2 separate regions of the Mus musculus genome follow, and region 2 is linked to region 1. Evidence: chromatin contacts called from public HiChIP or PLAC-seq data. All regions are on one chromosome and are shown on one strand. The core of a region is the stretch at or near the end of the contact, and the rest is flanking DNA. Distances in the headings are between cores, read along the strand shown. Region 1 overlaps Armc2 (armadillo repeat containing 2). Region 2 overlaps Foxo3 (forkhead box O3).

Region 1 (4,070 bases), core at 715-3,214:
GGGTACCCTGCTAGGGTTTGAGTGGCAAATGTCCAGCAGAGGTTCCTGTGTCTGAACACTTGGTTCCCAGCTGGGGGTAGTGTTTTGGGAGGTTTCAGAACTTAGTGGGTAGGGTCTCGCTGAGAGATGTGGGCTGCCGGCCGGTGGTCAGGCTTCTAGGCTTCTAGTCTAGGACCTGCTTCCTGCCTCCTCTCTTGCAGAGGTGTGAACAAGGCAGGCGCCTTCTGCTCCTGCTGCCACAGATAGAGCTGGCCCACCCACCACGCCTTCCCTGCTGTGCCTGTCTCATGTCCTTTCAAACCTATGAGCCAAAGTAAAACCTTCTTCCCGTCCTGACTCAGCCATTGGGCATTTTGTCACAGAAAAGTCACTGATGGGTGCATTAGATGCTAGGATACAAGAGGAGAGGCAAGCCGGGCCTGGAGCATCGCCAGGCTAGGGCTAGATCACCACAGCTGTTCTTACAAAGGAGGTGGGACTCTGTCCCCTTGGGCAGAAGACAGGAGATCTACTCTGCTTTGTGTCTTATAATAACCTGCAAAATAAAGATGGCCTTTCATAGTTTTGAGTGGCTGGGATGGGGTGGGCATGGAGAAAAGAAAATAAAGTGAACAATAATACATTAGGGCAAATGAAAATCACACGAAGTTCAAATTTCAGGAGCCATAAATCAGCAATGGTTACTCCCACACTCCAATGGCAGGGCTGAATATATTAGAGATGGAATGGACCACTGGGCCTAAAATATTTTCTGTCCAGACCTTTACAGAGGAGGTCCTGCCTTTTAGAACAGACCACTTGGTTTCCTGAGAGATTCCACAGCCAGGGCAAGTTGGGAACTGGGACTGAATGAACCCTGGGCATCTTTCTGTCCTGGCCTTGTCCATAGCTTTCTAGCACGATCCTGAGCTGTCCTGGCCTTGTCCATAGCTTTCTAGCATGATCCTGAGCACAGGCCTCCAGGGCCAGCAACGAGCAGTGCCTCCCTGACCTGCCTGAACTCTAAACCCACTTCCAAAGAGCAGCTATGAACATCCTGCCAGCAGCATCGTCTGGAACTTTCTAGAACTCAGTGTGGCCATCACTCTGGGAGGCGCAAAGGTCCTCTGAAGGATTTTGACCATGGGGTGAGGATGCTATCTAATGTGTCTTCCTTCAGGACCGCTTAAAGCTTTATGGGACACGGACTATGAAAGTTCCTCATGGTCCTCTGATTTAGGGGGTAGGGTACCTACTCGCAGCACTAGTGTCTGGGAGCTGGGCATCACCAGACTGTTGACAGTTCCCAAGGTCTTGTGTTGAAACTCTTCAACCCACTAAAGGGCTGAGAACAAATCTAAAGGGAGCAAGGCAGAGATGAGGCAAGATGCACTAAAGGCTTTAGGAGTCCATCTTTATGAAGCATCAGAGGGCTTGTGATGGAAAATGTGGCAGGGACTGGGATACAGCGGCGCTGCGCAGAGGCCTCCGGTTTGTATAACTGGGGAGCTGTCAGCTATAGGTTCAAACCTGCCCTGAACACTAAGTGTTGGAGCTGTCTGAGCCTAGGAAGATCACCACAGAGCCATTCACAGCCCAAGAATTCCAAATCTGCCACCACACCCAAGCCCCACCCACCCATGGGTGTCAGCTACAAATGACTTCACACCCTGGGAAGGGCACAGCCTAGGTGTCCAGGCTCAGATGGCTTTGGGGCCTCAATGACCCACACAGCATCTTTTCTAGACAATGGAGAACAAAGCTCTATAAATGACAGGGACTTCAGGGTGGGGCAGTTCCAGTATTCTTTTAATTGATGTGTGCTTTTAAAATGACAATGGCTTCTTACTGTCATTATTTCCTGAGAGTAGACACAGAAGTCAGAGATATGGGCCCCTGCCAAGCCAAGTGGGTAAAGGGCTGGAATGAAGGCCTGCCCCAGTGCTTTGGGAGGCACTGGCTTCCAGCCAGGGACTGGAAGTACTGTGACCTTCAAGCCAAGGCCAGGATGTTGGGCAGGGAGGGGGAAAGCACCGAGGACAAGGACAGTGGGAAGGTTTCTCTCCCTGGCCACCTTCACATCCACAGGAACAAGTGAGCAAGCCATTGCCTCAATGAGCTCAGGCGTAGGCAAGTTCATTTGTAAGAGACCTCGGGCTCCTTTCTCCCTTCTCATCTTGGCAAGTAATTTCCTTTTATTGTTTCCAATCCCTATTGGTCTGACAGGCCTGAGGTAGAATGATGGAAAGATTCCCTAGGAAGATCATCCTGGGGACCATTTCTATACTTTAGACTAAAGTCCCCAAGGTAATGTTCTGGTGTAGCTACAACTGAAATCTGCTCTTCAACTGAAACCACAAGCCAGGTTGTCTCTGCCTTGATTGTTGTTCTGACCCGCATAATAGGCAGAATCAAGGCAGGCCCCCTGTCTGTGTTCCTAGGACCTGCACGGCCCTCCAGCCTTAGCTCTCCTGACCCCTTCAATGGCTAGCATCTGCTGCCGCTGAGTTCACTCACAGGACGGGCCTTTCAGCCTGCCTGAGCTTTGACGTAGACACTGTGTCCACAGGCTGTCCATGGCTGCCTCCGTCTCACTAAGGAACACATCAACTCATATGTCACCTCTTCAAGGCTCCCAGATCTAATGGAAATTATGGTCACTCGACACCCTGTTATCTACTTTATCTTCTTCACAGCCCGTGAGAACCCTTTAGTCTCACGTATTTGTTCCGACACCACTTCTCTATCATCCCTAACTGAAGATGCTCTGAGGTCAGGACTGTGCTGGTCTAGAATGGTACCCTACACTAAGTCAGGAGCTCAACAAATAACAGACTCAGACAGAGACTGTATTGGAACAGAGACAGAAGAGGACACCAAACTGTCTGATACGTGATATATTTGGTTATAGCATTATGGTATGGCTTTGCCTCTTCCTCTATAACCATGACCCAGTGGGGAACTAACTACCTGAAGTGAGTTGGGTACGTGTGGCCTGCTGATCCTACCCCAGGCTGTGTGCACACCACTGAGCTCCAGCGGCTTTGCTATGGAAGGAGACCTAGGACCACCACACCTGATTTCCCACAAGAAGAAAAATTCCTTCTGTGAGGTCCTGCTGCCTTCTGAATGTTGGGGGTAATCTAAGATAAAGGTCTGCGAGCCAAGCAAGCAGGATGCTCAGATGGAGGTATGCAGCCCAGGTGGATGCTGTAGACCACCGGGGTCACGATGGGCCAGCCCTGCCTCATCCATCCGTAATGAGGAAGGCCCAGTGCAGTCAACTTCCCACGAAAGCTTCCCACACTGTTGACCACAAAGAGTGAGAAACCAGTTTGCAGTAGAACACCAACCCATGCAACAACTGAAGACTTCAGACACAGGACTTATCCTGCACGCTGTTGATGCTGAGGGGCCCGTTGCTTGTGTTCCACTTCCTTCAACGTTAGTGTCATCCACTAAACTTCCTGCCATGCCCCCAATCAATCCTCCTGTCCCTGCACCTGGGAGCCTACATGGGCCTGGGTATCACTGATCCACCTGCTATGCTCCTTACACGGTGACTCTTTGCCTCCACTTGTGGGCCCAGGCACACGGTCAGTACTCACAGCAGGAGTGAGTGTCCCGTCAGACGCGTGCTCGCACATTCGCAGAGCAGATAGCTGTTGAAGCTGGGTTGGTGCATATGATGAGACTCAGGATTCTCGTTACTTTTTAAAAATATTTTTTAATACTTTTGTTTATTGTTATGTGTGCCATGGCACAGGTATGGAGGCCAGAGGACAGCTTTCAGGAGTCAGTGCTCTCCTGTCATCTCTTGGGTTCCAGAGATCAGACCCAGGTTGTCAGGGCTGGTGGGAGGTGCCACCACCCACTGAGTGGCCCAGTTCTCATTGAGTTCTGATGAAATTAACAACTTTTAAAAATCGATCCTAAAAATTACTTCTTTTGGATATATGCGAGCCACCCATTTGAAAACACTTAGCCTAATACTCCTTTTTTACCAAGCAATGCGTTTTTTTTTTCAAGTGGTACCTAGATATTCTTTATAAATAACTGGAAAGAAATATGTAAACAATTTTCTTAGCTAA
Region 2 (4,070 bases), core at 600-3,099, 250 kb after region 1:
CCAGCCTTTTCTTGATGGTGCTTTAAAAGGGTGTACATCAAGTCTGGACAGATACTGTTTTGTTTTTATTGCAAGGTAGCTGATGCCAGAAGTACTTCTGCATAACTGCAAGGCCCATTCCAGGCTTCTGAACATTGCTTGATTTTGCTTTGCCTCCCTAAAGAATAATCTGCCCAATCATGGGGGGGGGGGTGGTGTGGAGGAGACGACCTTGATAACCTGAAAGTTTAGTTTACTGCTAACTCAAGGGGGCTATTTCAAGCTGCCGGAGAACTCAGAGGTAACTGTGACCAAGTAATTTTCAAGTGCAGCTTGCATGCCTGACCAGAGTGAACTCGGGACTTCAGTTTCGTGGGCTCTGGCCCTCCCACTCTGCCTGGCTCCCCTGGATTCGGGATTTCACACTGGCTTCTATATTGCCTGCCATCAGAAGGATATAATGGAATTTCTCTTGAGTCAGAACTGCCCTGAGAAGTCCTGTTTAGCAAAGAAAATGAACAGCCATGTAAAGATTGTTTAACTGCCATATCATGCAAGACCTCAGAGATCTCCAGTGGAGAAAGATAAGCCACAAGCCTCACATGACACTTATGTTTTAGGATGGCTGCCTGTCTACACTGGCACTCAAAGGGAAACGGACCACCTTTAACTTAATGTCACTCTTCCTTTTCTCCTCCAAACATTCTTTATGATCAGTGCTATTTTATTTATAATTATTTCAACAATACTAAAATAATAAATTTCATTTGAAAGAGCCCTAACAGCTGTAAACATGAGCCCCAGCTCCACTGAGGTTTGTAAATAACACAATCTAGTACTCCAGGCTCCATCTTCATTCCCAACGCCCACAGCCCCAAGCACAGCAAGCCAGCCTTCCTTCTAACGGTTAAGGGGGGGGGGGGGGGTTGTGGTATCTTCTGATCCCGACCACTCTGCTCCCAAGGCATCCCGCCATTCTTGAGCCCACTGCAGCTTCTCTGTCCAAACGGAAGGCTGAGCTAGAACGAGTTCCAAGGTTCCCAGCAGTGTGAACACTGCAACGCCACACTCATAAATGAGCCACAAGTTCCAATACCAAACGGGGAAAAGTTGGAGGGTTTCTGATCCAAAACAGATTCTGTGAGCAACACATCCGACAAAGTATGTCTCAATTCCTCATTCATGACTCCTGGTTGCTGCATCCTCTAAATAAATGCATTTCTTTTCTTTCCCCAAGTGTGATTATTATTCCTCTAAAGAGAATTTAAATTAAATCCTGATAGTGAATCCCTGTCTTCGTAGTAACTTTATGTACCTATGTGCCCATGCTGTATGCACACTAATAGTTAAGGCTTACAGTACCATACGGAACATGATGAAGTATGAAACTCATAATGCCAGTAACACAACAGAGGATGAAAGGTTAAAAAAACAAAACAAAACAAAACAAAAACTCCTGCTTGCTTTTGCAGTATTATCCTGACAACAGCCAATGCTTTTGTTTTAATCATGAAACTACAAAAGAATCATTTGGAAACTCACTCGCACCAGCAACAGGGAGGCTCTGCCTCAGACCCGGGGAAGTCAACACTGCGCATAGGGAAAGCCCTGCTTTCCAAAAGCCCACACTACGGAGCAGCAAGCCCTGCCTGATGTAATGGCAGCTGCAGCTGAGGTTCCAGCCTAGACCAGAGGCAGAGAGAAGCTTGCAAGCCTGGACTAGAATCCTGCAGAGTGCACTCTAAGAGTAAAGGCCTGCCTGAGGGACGGTGCGCTTTCCAAGACAGGCGGGAACCAAGGCCTGAGAGGCTGGCAGGAGTGTTTGTGCAAGCACACAGTCCTTCTTAGAACTGAATGTCCCCAGCACTTGGAAAGGAAGTAAACAAAGATCCAGGTCATGCCTGTGTCTGCGGAGCCCGGGGCAGCCAGAGCCTGGCCTGGCAGAGACTCCAGAACCCCTGGATTGCGAGCTTACATCACCAGGCTCTTAACTGTGGGCTGCCTGTGACCAAGAAAAATTACAAAAAGTACAGCCTATATTTCTCTCTGCCATTTAGCTGGCTTAAAAACAAAACAAAACAAAACAAACAAACAAACAAACAAAAAATAAACCAATCCTTTTCTGAAATAAAACGGGATCAGAGGAAAGAGCTTCTTGTGGACCAGGCCACAGTGGACTCCCGAAAGCCATCCATTTCTCCTCAGATCAGATTTATGGTGAACCCCTCCTACCCTCTCAAACTCAAAGCAGACCCAAGGAAAGGCTCAGAGGAAAGTCCTTGAAGAACATGCATTGCACACATGCTGCTGTAAAGCCCACAGCAATCTGGTCACATTATAAACATTCAGGGACCGAGTGAGGCACCTTCATCGCAGTCCAGCAAAAGCATTAAGCTCTCCTTTATTCTTCTCTACATCTAAGTCAGGAGACACGACAGTGAGCAGGGGGGTAGCCAGTCTGTTTACCTTCCTCCCCCAGCACACCAGAAGGCCCCCCCGCTAAGCCACACACACACACACACACACACACACACACACACACCCTGACCCTGAGGCCCTGGTGTCAAGGCAAGGCCGAGCCAAGCTACTTTGGTGAACGTACAGCCTACTGTTCCTGGTCAGCAGGGCACTGCAGCAGTGTGCTCTGTGGCCCTTTTTACAGTTGAAGCTCCATCTTAGCCCCTGCTTTTTCTTTCTTAAAACTGGGGACTGTAAAAGCAGCAGAACTGACGAGAGAGAGGGAAGAAGGCATGTCTACACATTGGCACATGTGTGGTTTTATATAACAAATGCACGCCTGTAAAGCTATCCACACACAACTGAATGTCTGGAATAGTAAAATAACCCATTCGTTAAAAATTATAAAATGTAGCAGCTCATTAAAGATAGTTAACTGTTCAACAACCTCAATTTATCTTTTTTTAAATCTTAATTTTTTTAATATAATTTAATGGGAAAAAAAAAAAAACCAATCCAGTCAACGCAATCCAATCAACAAACTAGCAAAAGGAACAAGCCAAGCGCTGAGAAATTCACAAAATGAATTTTTTTCTTTCTTTGAAATCAAGTCTCACCCTATAGCCCAGACTGACTGGAAATTGACTTATGTAGCCTAAGCTGACTTAGAACTCAGAAAACTTCTGCCTCAATCCCCTGAGTGCTGGGTAAGAGACATGAGCCACCACATAGGCTATAAAATGAGTATTAATAATTTAAAATAACTTGCTTTAAAGGACATATTCTATTTGCCTTTATTGAATTTATCAGTTTAAAAACAACACAATGCATTATTAAATGGGGTCGTGGCAATGCAATGGATGAGCAGACTGGTAGAATTTAGGGCCTTTCTCTCTGTTAATGTAGCTTAAAAATCTTAAATTATGAGATACTCCTCTGCCTCACTGTAAACAGCAGATATTAGATATTAGGAAGGACAGCTATCCAGAGGAAATGCTACCTGATACCACGCTCACCTAGCCCTATATCTGACTTCCCTCCGTGAGCAGCCTGGGACCCCTCTTGCCCAGACCCTCCTGCCATCTAGAGTCCCTTCCTGCCCTATATAAGCAGGAAGATCATGGAGTGCAGGGTAGACACTGGACCTATAGTCAAATACCACTTACAAGCCAGGGGTGTCTGGCCAAGGACCCACCAAACACCAACCAATTCAAGCACAGACAAGACCCAGCTCCCGGCCTCACTTTCTTCACTATTCAACCAAAGAGCATACACGGACCGTCTGAGGCCTCTGGCACAGATGTAGCAGGACTGTCTTGTCTGGCCTCAGTGGGAGAAGATGTGCCTAATCCTGTAGAGACTCCATGCCTCAGGGAGGGGAATGTGGGGGTCAGGGAGTGGGGGGGGCACCCTCTCAGAGGGAAAGGGGAGGAAGTATGTGGATAAGAACTCTGTGAGGGGGGACTGGGAGAGGGGAGAAGGATTTGGAATGTATCAGTTTAATTAATAATAAAAAGAACTGCCGGAGAAAAAGTTAACTACTGGGTTCCAGGGTTATTGAAAGGATAGTGCTCAATATCAAGAAATGAATCGAACCCACACCAGCTCCTGGGCCATTTTCTGGATGCCTCCTA

The links. HiChIP or PLAC-seq counts read pairs in DNA pulled down with a chosen protein or histone mark.
Region 2: a contact with region 1 is called in an H3K27ac HiChIP or PLAC-seq map of heart atrium, with 5 read pairs. The contact joins two enhancer-like sites. A contact is called at or near these places in 3 of 484 Hi-C or Micro-C datasets (bone marrow-derived macrophages, liver and nephron progenitors), 9 of 115 datasets of contacts at active chromatin or transcription factors (embryonic stem cells, fetal liver, fibro-adipogenic progenitors and 2 more) and 3 of 9 other capture datasets (adipose tissue, liver and pancreatic islet).

The regions. Positions count from the first base shown.
Region 1 is chr10:41,996,122-42,000,191 of GRCm38.p6, forward strand. The region is part of intron 4 of Armc2 (armadillo repeat containing 2); the gene reads right to left. Among named protein-coding and RNA genes, the nearest start is that of 1700016J18Rik, 20 kb to the right of the region's middle. Within about 2 kb of position 1,965, at least 30 of the 459 cell types and tissues checked have an H3K27ac peak or open chromatin away from gene starts, as enhancers often do. A contact at or near this core is called in heart atrium, where this site is marked.
Region 2 is chr10:42,249,607-42,253,676 of GRCm38.p6, forward strand. All of the region lies in intron 2 of Foxo3 (forkhead box O3), which reads right to left. All of the region lies in intron 1 of Gm38485 (a long non-coding RNA gene), which reads right to left. Among named protein-coding and RNA genes, the nearest start is that of Gm38485, 23 kb to the right of the region's middle. Within about 2 kb of position 1,850, at least 124 of the 459 cell types and tissues checked have an H3K27ac peak or open chromatin away from gene starts, as enhancers often do. A contact at or near this core is called in heart atrium, where this site is marked.